2 separate regions of the Mus musculus genome follow, and region 2 is linked to region 1. Evidence: chromatin contacts called from public Hi-C data. All regions are on one chromosome and are shown on one strand. The core of a region is the stretch at or near the end of the contact, and the rest is flanking DNA. Distances in the headings are between cores, read along the strand shown. Region 1 overlaps St8sia1 (ST8 alpha-N-acetyl-neuraminide alpha-2,8-sialyltransferase 1). Region 2 overlaps Etnk1 (ethanolamine kinase 1).

Evidence for each region. Hi-C and Micro-C count contacts between places; a contact is called where the count stands out from the background.
Region 2: a Hi-C map of regulatory T cells shows a contact between it and region 1, with 4 times the contacts expected there. The contact joins two enhancer-like sites. A contact is called at or near these places in 2 of 484 Hi-C or Micro-C datasets (CD4 T cells and regulatory T cells) and 2 of 115 datasets of contacts at active chromatin or transcription factors (embryonic stem cells and thymic regulatory T cells).

The regions. Positions count from the first base shown.
Region 1 is chr6:142,913,564-142,919,187 of GRCm38.p6, reverse strand. St8sia1 (ST8 alpha-N-acetyl-neuraminide alpha-2,8-sialyltransferase 1) reads left to right here. Exons shown (of 5, transcript NM_011374.2): 2 at 5,020-5,164. Among named protein-coding and RNA genes, the nearest start is that of St8sia1, 48 kb to the left of the region's middle. Within about 2 kb of position 3,552, at least 89 of the 459 cell types and tissues checked have an H3K27ac peak or open chromatin away from gene starts, as enhancers often do. A contact at or near this core is called in regulatory T cells, where this site is marked.
Region 2 is chr6:143,183,532-143,189,205 of GRCm38.p6, reverse strand. It overlaps Etnk1 (ethanolamine kinase 1), which reads right to left. Exons shown (of 8, transcript NM_029250.2): 3 at 4,493-4,633; 4 at 2,572-2,714. Among named protein-coding and RNA genes, the nearest start is that of Etnk1, 19 kb to the right of the region's middle. Within about 2 kb of position 4,250, at least 5 of the 459 cell types and tissues checked have an H3K27ac peak or open chromatin away from gene starts, as enhancers often do. A contact at or near this core is called in regulatory T cells, where this site is marked.

The DNA of each region.
Region 1 (5,624 bases), core at 2,303-4,802:
TTAGGTATCATTTACTATCAGTATGAGAAGCATGAGAAAAGGGAAGGGAAACAAATTGCCAAAATTTCCAAAAGCTGATTGTTCTGTGTCTCCCCTTGAAAGCTGCCGAAGGTTGGACAGAGATGGCGTACTCGGTTCAGCTTGACAGTTCTTAGAGGCTGCAGTCCTAGTACCGGTACCATGATTTCTGGCAAATAGAATTGCATCCTCTTACCTCATAAATCTGTGGCAGCATTCCTGGCTAAAATGTCCTGGATGATCCCTCATCCTGCCAGTTTCTCCTAGGCCAGAGCTTAGGGCAGAGGTCACTCCCAGAACGCTGGACATAACTCAAAGTTCTACTCCTTCTAAGCAAACACAGATGTCCACTGAGTCTCTGGCTACGTCTCTCTGCAGTAGTAACTTAGCTTGTTGGTTGGCCTTCTCCATTTTAAAAATACATTTATTTTGTGTTTGAGGTTTATGGGATACACAGGGGATAAAGTGTTCACTGTTCACTGCAGCGAAGCAGATTAAGAGTTTGTCATCTGATAATTACTTTCATTTGTGATAAGAGCAGCTAAAATATACCTAACAATAAGTCTGTCTGGCATTTTAATTTTGTTATCTCTAGTCCCCCAAACTCTTGATCTTGAGCATCCTGCTCCCCACTTGGTTGATGGCTTCCTTGGCAGTCTTCTTCCTGCTCCCCACTTGGTTGATGGCTTCCTTGGCAGTCTTCTTCCTCCTCCTCCTCCTCCTCCTCCTCCTCCTCCTCCTCCTCCTCCTCCTCCTCCTCCTCCTCCTCCTCCTCCTCCTCCTCCTCCTCCTCCTCCTCCTCCTCCTCCTCCTCCTCCTCCTCCTCTTCTTCTTCTTCTTCTTCTTCTTCTTCTTCTTCTTCTTCTTCTTCTTCTTCTTCTTCTTTTTTGAGACAGGGTTTCTCTGTATGGCCCTAGTTGTCCTGGAACTCACTTTGTAGACCAGGCTGGCCTCGAACTCAGAAATCTGCCTGCCTCTGCCTCCCGAGTGCTGGGATTAAAGGCATGTGTCACCACGCCCGGCTCCTTGGCAGTCTTCTGACCCTTGAGCCACACATCCCCACTCCTCTCCACTTCCTTCCCACCCCTGCTCTCATGACGGATAGTCGAGGTTTCATCTTTTATGCTGCTGCCTTTGTTTTTTGTTTTGTTTTTGAGTCCACATACAAATGACATCATACTCTCCTTGTGCCTCTGTGCCTGGTTTATCTTACTTAACCTAATACCCTGGAGGCCTGTGCAAGTGACAAATGGCAGGGCCCTCTTGTTAAGGCGGAATTGCATTCCATTTTCTGTTCGCCCATCTGTTAATGGCATCTAGATGATCGCCCTACAGTCGCCGTTGTGAGTCACGCAGGGCGAACACAGGCTCCTTTATGAGGTGGTGATTTTATCTCTCTTGCGTGCGTATCCAGCATGAAGACAGCTGGGTTATGTGAGAATTTCATTTTTCGGTTTCTTGCGGAGCCTCTGTATTCTCTTCCACAGTGCCTATGACACTGTATTTGTATCAGCAGTGCGTGGGGCTCCTTCTCTTTACCCAGATGTTTCTTGCTGTTTGCTCTTTGGAGATGGCTATCAGTACAGGTGTGGGCTATGACTCTCCGGGGCTTCACCACACACTTCCCTGATGGTGAAGGAAGCTAAGTCTCTTTCTGGGTGACTGTTGCCTGCTGCTTTTAATTTTGAAAAAAAGTAATTGTGTATGCGTGAGAGAGATGGAAAACCAAAAAAAGTGAGGCAGAGTGAGAGGAAGGAAACCCTGGCGAGCCTGGGCAGGTCGGGGGCAGGCTGAAGTAGGTTCCATTACTTCTCTTCCTTCAGCCTTGCTCTTGAGGCAAGGCCTCCTTGCGACTGCCCAGCATGCTTCAGGATAGCTGACCTATCCTCTTCCATCACCTGACTCTGTCTTTGCATCCCATTCCATAGTGGGAGGATCAAGACCACAAATGTATGCTGCCATATCCAGCACCCCTCCCCTCTCCATGTCAACCCTGGGTTCCAGGTATCAAACCATGCCATAAGGCCTACATAGCAAGCACATTTACCCTTGAGCCTTCCTGGCCTTGTTTTCCATCTCTGCATCTTTTGGGGACAAGTTTCTGTTTGGTTCCTGGCTATGACATTATTGGTTTTCCGACTATTGAGCTGGAAGAGTTCCTTATAAAACTTGCCTTAACTTACTAGACACATTCTTGGTGCTCCCTGTGTCTCTCTGACTCTGTCTCCCTGTTTCTCTGTCTCCCTGTTTCTCTGTCTCCCTGTTTCTCTGTCTGTCTGTCTGTCTCTCTGTGTAAGTTGCTTTTCCATTTTCTTGTTTGTTCCTTTTTTTTGTGCAGAGCCCTGAAGATTGCTGTGGTTTCGTTGGTTAATCTGTGGTTGTAGCTTAAGCTTGTTTGCCCTTTCCTTATGTTTTCTGAAGGCAGATCTTGCTTTCTTAATTTTTGAGTCTACTTTCACATCTGAAGAGCCTACCACAATGTTACCTAAGAATTAAAAACAAAACAAACCCTTCATTACACATCCTATGATGACATTCCAGCCGATGCACCTAATGGCTCCGCTTTGTTTTTATTCTTGTGTAGCCCAGGGTGGCTGTAAATTTCTTATTCTCCTGCCTCAGCCACCCAGTGCTGGAAGTACAGAGTGTCCCTGGTTCAACTGCTGCTTTCGAAGTTGTTGCCGTGGTCTCTGTAGGTGGCGAGCTGGGTTAGGCCCCTCCGGTCTGAGGCATGTGCGTGGGCATCTTCTCTTTGTGCGCCCTTAGCACCTCATAGGTCAGCAGGACAGGTGGGTGTGGAGGATTTGTGGAGAGAGAGAGAAAATGTTGGAGAGGCGCCTGCACTGAAGAGAGCAACAAGATTGCAAATTTGCAATGTTTCTGGAAACATTTGTCCTCGAGGAACACCTGCTATCCTGCTATTTTTTTTTTTCGTCTAATTCTGCTTTCTCCCCTTAAAGGAATAAGAAGTCATTCATTAGCCTATCAAACTCGTGTAACTATTGGCTTAGACACTGGTTTCATTGTCTGTGACTTCATAAAAATGTGCCTGGATTTTTTTTTCCCTGTGTGGTTGTTTTTGTTTTGGGTTTTGTTTTTGCTTTTTATAATTCAGAGAGGAAACACACATGAACGTGATTTGTAAGCTGTCAGGTGCCAGGCAGAAGGCAGTGCTGTCACTCGACATTGGCAAGGTTTCCTTTGTGATTCTTTATACTGAGTTAAAGTGGAGTCCAGGTGAGAGCTTCAGTCCGGATGCAAGGGTCTGGTGAAAGCCGGAAAGACTTGAGAGAGAGCCCCATCCAGCCATGGTGTTGGTTGTGTGAGCTGAGACAGACTGTGGGGAGAGAATCATAAGGCTGCCCAGCTCCATGGTATGGTGGGAACCGAGTGGAAGCCCTGTCCAGAAGGCGTGTGCTGTCTGGCAGGCACTGGGCCCATTTGTGCAAAAGATTCCTTAGGTAAAGAAAGGGGAAGTGGGTTGGTATGGCTCTGAGCAATTGGCAAACAGAGAGGAAACAGCCTAGACATGGTCGCAGAGGTCTGCATGTGTGTTCTTCCTGTGGCCCAGGCATGTCTTTAAACCACAGGTGGTGCATTTTTGTAGATGCAAATGGAATTTAATGACACTCACAATAATTTTCGTTGCTCAAAGAACAAAAGAAAATGAGATATCACCAGACCCGTGACAGGAAACCCAAACTCAGTGCATTCTCCCTAAAGTTTACATTCACGCGGGTGGGACGTCTCTCTGTATTAAGAGATTGTTTTTTATCATGTAGCTTACTAGAGTGCTCTTTTGACAAAATATAGGGATAACTTGTGAGCTGAGCATGGTTGTGAATAGTCCTTAGCATTCAGTAGTCAGGAGGGTGATGAACTTAAGACCAGCCTGGTATACACAAAGAGAGCCTGATGATAATGGCAATGATGTCGATGGTGGTGGGTGGGACAGGAAAGGGAAGAACAGTCTATGATCAATGGAATGCTGGTATAGTTGCAAAATATGGCATTAACATCTTTGATGTGGGGGATGGTAGGGGGTAAGACTTTTATCCCCTGCCCTCTTCCCATTGAAACTAGTGTGAAGGGGAGGCCAGCCAAGATAACCTAGCATGTCTAATGAGATGTTAGTTACTCTCCTCTGGCAACTCACGGTCACACCAGCAGTGTGCTTTAGTAGGTGCTTCCTGGTGCACTCGAGGTGTGCCATCGTGTCTGCAGTTTGTCTTCCCAAGTGCCAGCTCATTTCCTCATTAAAGCTCAGCGCCTGATGGGTTTACCCATAGAGCAGTAACAAGGCCAGTAGTTGAGGAACCAACAGGAGTCTACAGGGTAGAACATTCAGGGCAGGCAATCCTGAGCGAGGGCGCTATTTCGAACACGGAGGGTGAACAGCCAAGGCAGAGGTCAGAGTGTTCAACTGTCAGTTTCCACAGAGGCTTACGTTAAAGGAGTGCTGAAGACAGTTTGCCTCGCCATTGTCTTAGACCATAGTGTTCCTTTCACGCCTGCTTCTATTCAGAGGGGCTGCTGAGGTCCTCTCTGTAATCGAGCCCTTAGTTTCTGGCATATTAGTTTGGACCACGCCATTTCATTCGCCTGTAGCATTCGTCCACACTGTTTTTAACCACCCGATAGTTACAGCCTGACGGCAGGTGTGTTTCTGCTGCCACAAAAGCCTAGTTGCCCTTCAGAGCCAGCTCAAGTCTTTCCAGGACCCAGATGGCTGGACTAATCCATGCATCTCCAAGGGTCATGCATATGTTTTGCCTCTGAACATATTTCAGACACACCTGAGAGCTAGAATGTTTTCCTGAAATATTTTTAAGTGAAATATTACTCAGTGACTGGGAGTGGGAGTCACTCAGAGTGTGATCTGCTCTGTGGAGTCTGCAGAGTGAGCTGGCACTGGGGTGAGGCCGCACATTCCTGTGCGGATGACAAATGAGTGACCCGGCTGCTCACTTAACCTGCCGTTCTCGTCTTTTTCTCTCCTAGGAGACAAATGGAAGACTGCTGTGACCCTGCCCATCTCTTTGCTATGACTAAGATGAACTCCCCCATGGGGAAGAGCCTGTGGTACGATGGGGAGCTCTTATACTCGTTCACCATCGATAATTCCACGTACTCCCTCTTCCCCCAGGTGAGTGGAGTCTGTTGCATTGTGATATGATTCACTCTGTTTCTCACGACTGATAGGATGGGGGTTACACGGCTCTGCTAGCCCACTGGGCTCTCCTCTCCCATCTTCTTTCCTCATCTTAATCTTGCATACCTTTTTCTCGTGTCTTTCCATGTTTCCTGCTTTGAGGCAAGGGTGGAAGTAAAATATTAGCAAGAAGGACCGTATAGATCCTCAGCTATCTGTCACTTAGACCGCAATAGGATGAGAGTAAGGCAAAGGCTGGTCAGGCCATGCTGGCATCCTCGTGTTCTGATGGCAGTGGTGAAGATTTCAGATGCTGGAATGTTTTCTTAGGACTGACGCTGCCACTGGGGAATGGGGACCCTGTGGCTTCCCAGGATCCTAGCTTGCTGTCCTTGTGGCTTGATTCTTGCTATGGGGTGGAGGACTCTTGGATACGGAGAGAAAGGATTCAGTC
Region 2 (5,674 bases), core at 3,001-5,500, 270 kb before region 1:
AACAAAGACAGCTTGATGATATCAGGTCCAGCCCACTCACTTCCTTATTTTTATCTACTTATATCTCACAAGATAAGCAGAAAATAGGGAGTTCAAGAGGATGACTTTAAGATAACAGATCAAATGTGTACGTAAATAAAATGCAAATTTTAATCCATTATTCTAAGTACAAGTACCTTCAAAAAGCTCAGCTTTCACATGCTACAGTAAAGGAAGGGCCAGCTAAAACAGGTGTAGCCAATTTGCCTTTGCTGCTGCTGTGGTTGAGAGCCTCGCCTTTAAAGGCAGAGCCAGCTCTCCAGCCCCCTTTTGTGGTTTCCTCAGCCCCCACTTGAGATGGGGTCTCAGTAGCTCTAGCTGTCCTGGAACTAAGTAGACTACATCTGCCTGCCTCTGCCTCCTATGTGCTGGGATACAAGATGTACCTACACACACCTGGCTCCCATACTGCCTGTTCTCAAATCACCTCTGGAGTGTCAAAGCAATGCTCCTAGGCCAAATGCATTAAGCTTACCAACTTGTTGGACTAAAATGTGGTTATCTTCTACTTGTAACTACAGATTCAAATAGGTCACATGCTTTCATTATCTCAGAGCTACTAGCTCCTCACCTGAAATCACAACAAAGAACATCAGGTCAGGCGTTCTTGAATTTTAAGTTTTACCTGAACACTAACTACAGTGTCTTAGAGCTTATGTATCAACTATTAACATAGAAATCCAAGATCTAATCAGCCTTTCCAATAAACACAAAACTACTGACTGATAAAGAGAACACATAACAGAGTCTTTCCTTACTAACACTCAAAAGACAAGGAGCAAGCAATACAACATGAACTCTTACTGGAAGGAAAGGGACAGAGAGACATGGAGAGGGATTTTGACCTCTAACACCAAATTAGAACCTAATTCTTCTCTTTGATTTACATGTAAATCATCAAGAGCTGAGACTGACAAATGTTTAATGAAAAGTACCTATGACAAAGTAATCTGATTTTTTTGGTCCCTTATTTTTAGTTTTATAAACAAGTTTGTTCTATGAAATGGATATGCAAAAAGATAAAATATAAATGATATTTAAACCTATATTCCAAAGGAAGTAACAAATTCCCTTTAACGTGCAGTTAAAGATAAAGCTGAGTGTCCACTTCACTGTAAGATGAAGTCCCTTCCATGAAACTCCATTACACAAATGCACTGAACGCTAGCAGGCCTGCTAAGCACAGCTAATGCTTCTATCTCATATGGCATTGAGATCTGGTCACCACTCCCGTACCGTAACAACTCCTCAAAGAACACTGTCAAACACTTATGCTCTACGGTATACCTAAAGTTTAAAATGAAGTGATTCCACACAAAAATTAAAACAGTTCAAAACACAGCCTTTAGTGCAGTGTTTTGTTTTTTTTTTAAAACAATCTCTCATCCACATTAAAATATCAAATATGAAAAATGAATGTCTTTGAAAATATAACTTAAGGCCGCACCATCCTTGACAGTGCCTCTTTAGTTGGGTTTCAGGCTAAAATTAGCAATAATTATTAACAATTATTTTATTAGAACAGTCCCAACTCTGGATATAAAATCACTAATAGGAAATTTAATACATTTATGACTACAATAATAATGATTTTTTGGTTTTAGTATATACATAAAAACACTTTTTTTTTTTAATTTAAAATACAGTCTCCACAAAATAACTACTTTCAAAATTGGCCTTCTCTGAAAAGCAGTGGCTCCAGTTTCAAGCACTTCAATTATTAATTTTTAACACAAATGGTACTTTCAAATTTCAATTTAATATTTGAAGATGTTTACTGTTTAGCAACCAAACCTCAAAGCACTTTACCCAATGACCTAATAACGCAACCAGTGACTCTTACATGTGAACAGGAAGCATCAAGATATGAGCAGTCACACAAAGTTACACCAAAGTATCAACTTGTATCTCAGAATATTTTAAGTCTATTTACCAAAGCTATTTTATTACTACTTCATTTGCTATAAATATGAACAAAGGCAGTAGGCTACATTTGAGTCTCTCCCTAGAGTATCAGCACACACACAGGAATTAGAAAGCCTGGCTGCTAATGCTGCTAAGCCCACAGCGCAGATCCAGCAGTGCAGTAGCAAATCTGTTGATTTCCCACACTCCCCATTACAGCAGACATGCTTTCAAAATCACAAGTAGCCAAACAGCTTTTAAAAATATATTTATATGTGTATATTTATGTATAGTATATACATACATATATATATGTATATATACACACACATACATACAATTATCATTATACACTTAAAAAGTCAAGAACCAACTACTTTTAACAATTTAAAGGCATTTTATCCATATATATGTATTTATGTGTGTGTGTATGTATGTATATATATATATATATATATATATATATATATGTATATTCCTAATAGCAATTACCATGATTTTTATAACCTCAAGCAAAAATCTTTGTGTATGTTTTACTCCTTGTTTACTGATACAAAGACGAGGGACCATTAAAAAGAGCATATGAGCAATCAATCAAATTACTTACTGCTAAGGTCAAATACCTACCTTGTTTCTCGTTGTAGATTATATTCTTACACAACAGGTCGTTATGGCAAAGGACCACAGGTGAGCCCAGGCTTGAAAGCAGCTCTTTCATCCAAGTCATCTCCTCCTGCAGAAGCTGCGGGCTTGGGATCTCACTCAGGAACCTTTCCATTTTAAAAGAAGAGTTGTTTATCTAATTGACACTTCTTTCAAATTTAAAGTTAAAATTCTACCTCAAATGCTTTCTATTGAATAAGCACATATTCCTGAATTCAACAATAAATCAAAGTGTTCCAAAACCTGAATAAAGAAAACCTTTATAGTCAACTTAAACATAAGACAGTTAAACTGTAGAGCAGAAACTAAAAGGGACAGAATAAGCAGTGAGCAGCTGTGGTGTCCACTCTCAACACCTGATGCTAACTGCCACTCTATACAGGCGAGGGGACTGAGACACAAAGTGTATGATTTAAAGTTACAGACTGAAAATGTTTATTTTAAGCAAGGAAAGGTGAAAATGAGTTATCTTCAGAAAACCCTAGAGCACCATCTAAGATGGAGATGACACACTCAAATTAACTACTTCATCTCAACAACAAAGCTATGACTTGCCTCAGTGCAACTGAGGAGAAAGTTTCTTTTAAAAAAAAAATTATTAACATAGATTTTTTTTTATTTTTTTAAGATTTATTTATTTATTTATTTATTTATTATATGTAAGTACACTGTAGCTGTCTTCAGACGCACCAGAAGAGGGCATCAGATCTCATTACGGGGGTGCTCTTACCCACTGAGCCATCTCACCAGCCCCCTTAACATAGATTTTAAGCACGAGGGTTAATAGAAGGGTGCCTGGGAAAAAGGAGGAACCCAAAAGTATGGATGTAGGTTATCTATTTGCATAAAATTTAATAGAAAATATAATGGCACAGAATGGGCGACCTCCTCCAGCTTGCCACATGCCCTCCAGGCACGGACTGCTAGTCACTCCTTCCCAAAGAGCTGCCTGGCCTCTTGGTTCTTCATCCAAAGTCTATCAAAGTACCCTTTACCCTCCACACAAATTATCTACATGGGGAGACCACCAACAAACTCAGCTAATAACCTACAGTAGTCCGGTCCCTTTACACAGATGACACAATGGAGCTGAGCACTTGCCAAGGGGACATGACAGGGACATGGAGCTGAGGACTTGCCAAGCTGGACCCACAGTCTGCTGCTTCCCAGACCACTTACAATATTCTTTCTGTGTGTGCACATGTGCTTAAGAGATTCTGGGTGTGTGTGCATACGTGTGGGTAAGCACACTGTCAACACTTCTAAATCATGCTTGCTTCTGTTGTTCTGGAAACAGAATTCCTACACAAAGCAAAAGCCTTAACACACTTTACATAGAAACCTAATAAAATGTTCCATGTTTATACTACTAATAATATTCAAGATTTAGATTCTAAGACTAATCTAAAAAAATCCCATATAAAACATGAACCAACACTTGCAGTCTGAACTTGGTAGTCAATGTGAAAGAGCTAAGATCTCAGAAGGTAAATTTTCACCCTAATAATCTACCATTTAAATAAACACAGTAAATTAAGATGGCCTAAATTCTTACAGTCCCATCCCATACCCACACCTCTACCCCTCTAGACCTTTACGGTAATTGGTGCCGCTGTGCCCTCTGCTGGTGTTCTTTATAATTGCGTCTAAATGAATACTTGTGTCTGCAGCAACTCCCCCCCCCCTCACTGTGTAGGGACTTTCTTCAGGGTCAGGGTGGGGAGGGGACGCTTCAACAGGGCGAGGAGAAAGGAGACTGTTGCTGCAGTGTCACCTGAGAGCCACAGTCAACAACTGTTCACTTTAATACAGAGAGGAATGCACACCAGCACTATCTTTCAGTACATAGTAAGGGCAAAGCCATGCAAATACCAAAGTAATTTACCTTTTATTAATGTTTTCATCAGCAAATCCGGTGGGAATGAGAGAGAAATATTTTCCCATCTTTAGCCATAGGTTAGATTTGGGGATCCAGCCATTGTGCGCATGAATAGCATGGATTTTAGCAAGCTGACGAGCTATTAGCCTGTTTAAAAACAAAATTTTAAATTAAGGATAATTAAGTAGTCTATTTAAAAAAGATTCTCACTGTGTCACTGTTAGCCAGGTTCCTCAACTGTCTTCCACGCCTTTCTGCACCCTGTATACAACTGCACTCAGGCTCTGCTCTAGGGGTTTCCTTCTAAGCTCCATTTTGACAGTAACTCTGCCAGGTCAAGTTGGCTGCTTCCTGCAAACCTTTCCAGATTCCTCCACCTCACACAGTGGCTGCACCTCACAGCTGCTTGCTATGGCCACAGCATCCTTGACTCCTGATGCAACTACTCAGGAATTTCTGACCACGTAGCATCCCATCCTGGCCACAGTTTATCACTACTGTAACTATGATCCCAGAAGACAAACGCTATCCCCTCCCCAGCTGCAGCACTGCTAAAAACAATTTACCATCCTCCCAAATTCTGATTTAATGGGCTTGCTTGGGGTCTAGCTAATGAGTGAGAATAAGTAAAGCTTCCCCGATGACCCTAACACACAAAAATACTTGAGAACAATTCAAACTAAGACACAGAGAATCAAGTGTCACAAAGTTGTGATTAAATAAACACTTTTAAGTTTGTACAATTACTCTTGCCTGATCTTTTTGAGATCAAATACCCTAGGCTAGCCTCGGACTAAGTAGCAGAGGATGGATGACCCTGGACTTCTGATCACCTCGTGTCACCTAATTTAAGTTAGGTTTGTCAGTCGGGAAGCACTCGGAGCACTGGACAGGTCCTCTGAGCACCGTCCTAACCGAGAGGGCTCAGTGCCCAGTGTCTGCGGACCTTGCTATTTTTGAGCCCCCAAGCCTCAAATTCCTAGCCTCAAGTAATACTCCCCCCTCAGCCTTCTGAGTGGCTGGGATCAAAAGGCATACATCTAGTCATACATCTAGTTTGGTGTGAATTTAAATGTTTTGTAAATTGGGGAGAGGGGTCATAGGTACGGGTCGTGTGCCTGCCATGAATGCGTAGGCCAGAAGGTAACAACAGGAATGTCCTCGTTGATGACGTTTTGTCTGCCTTTG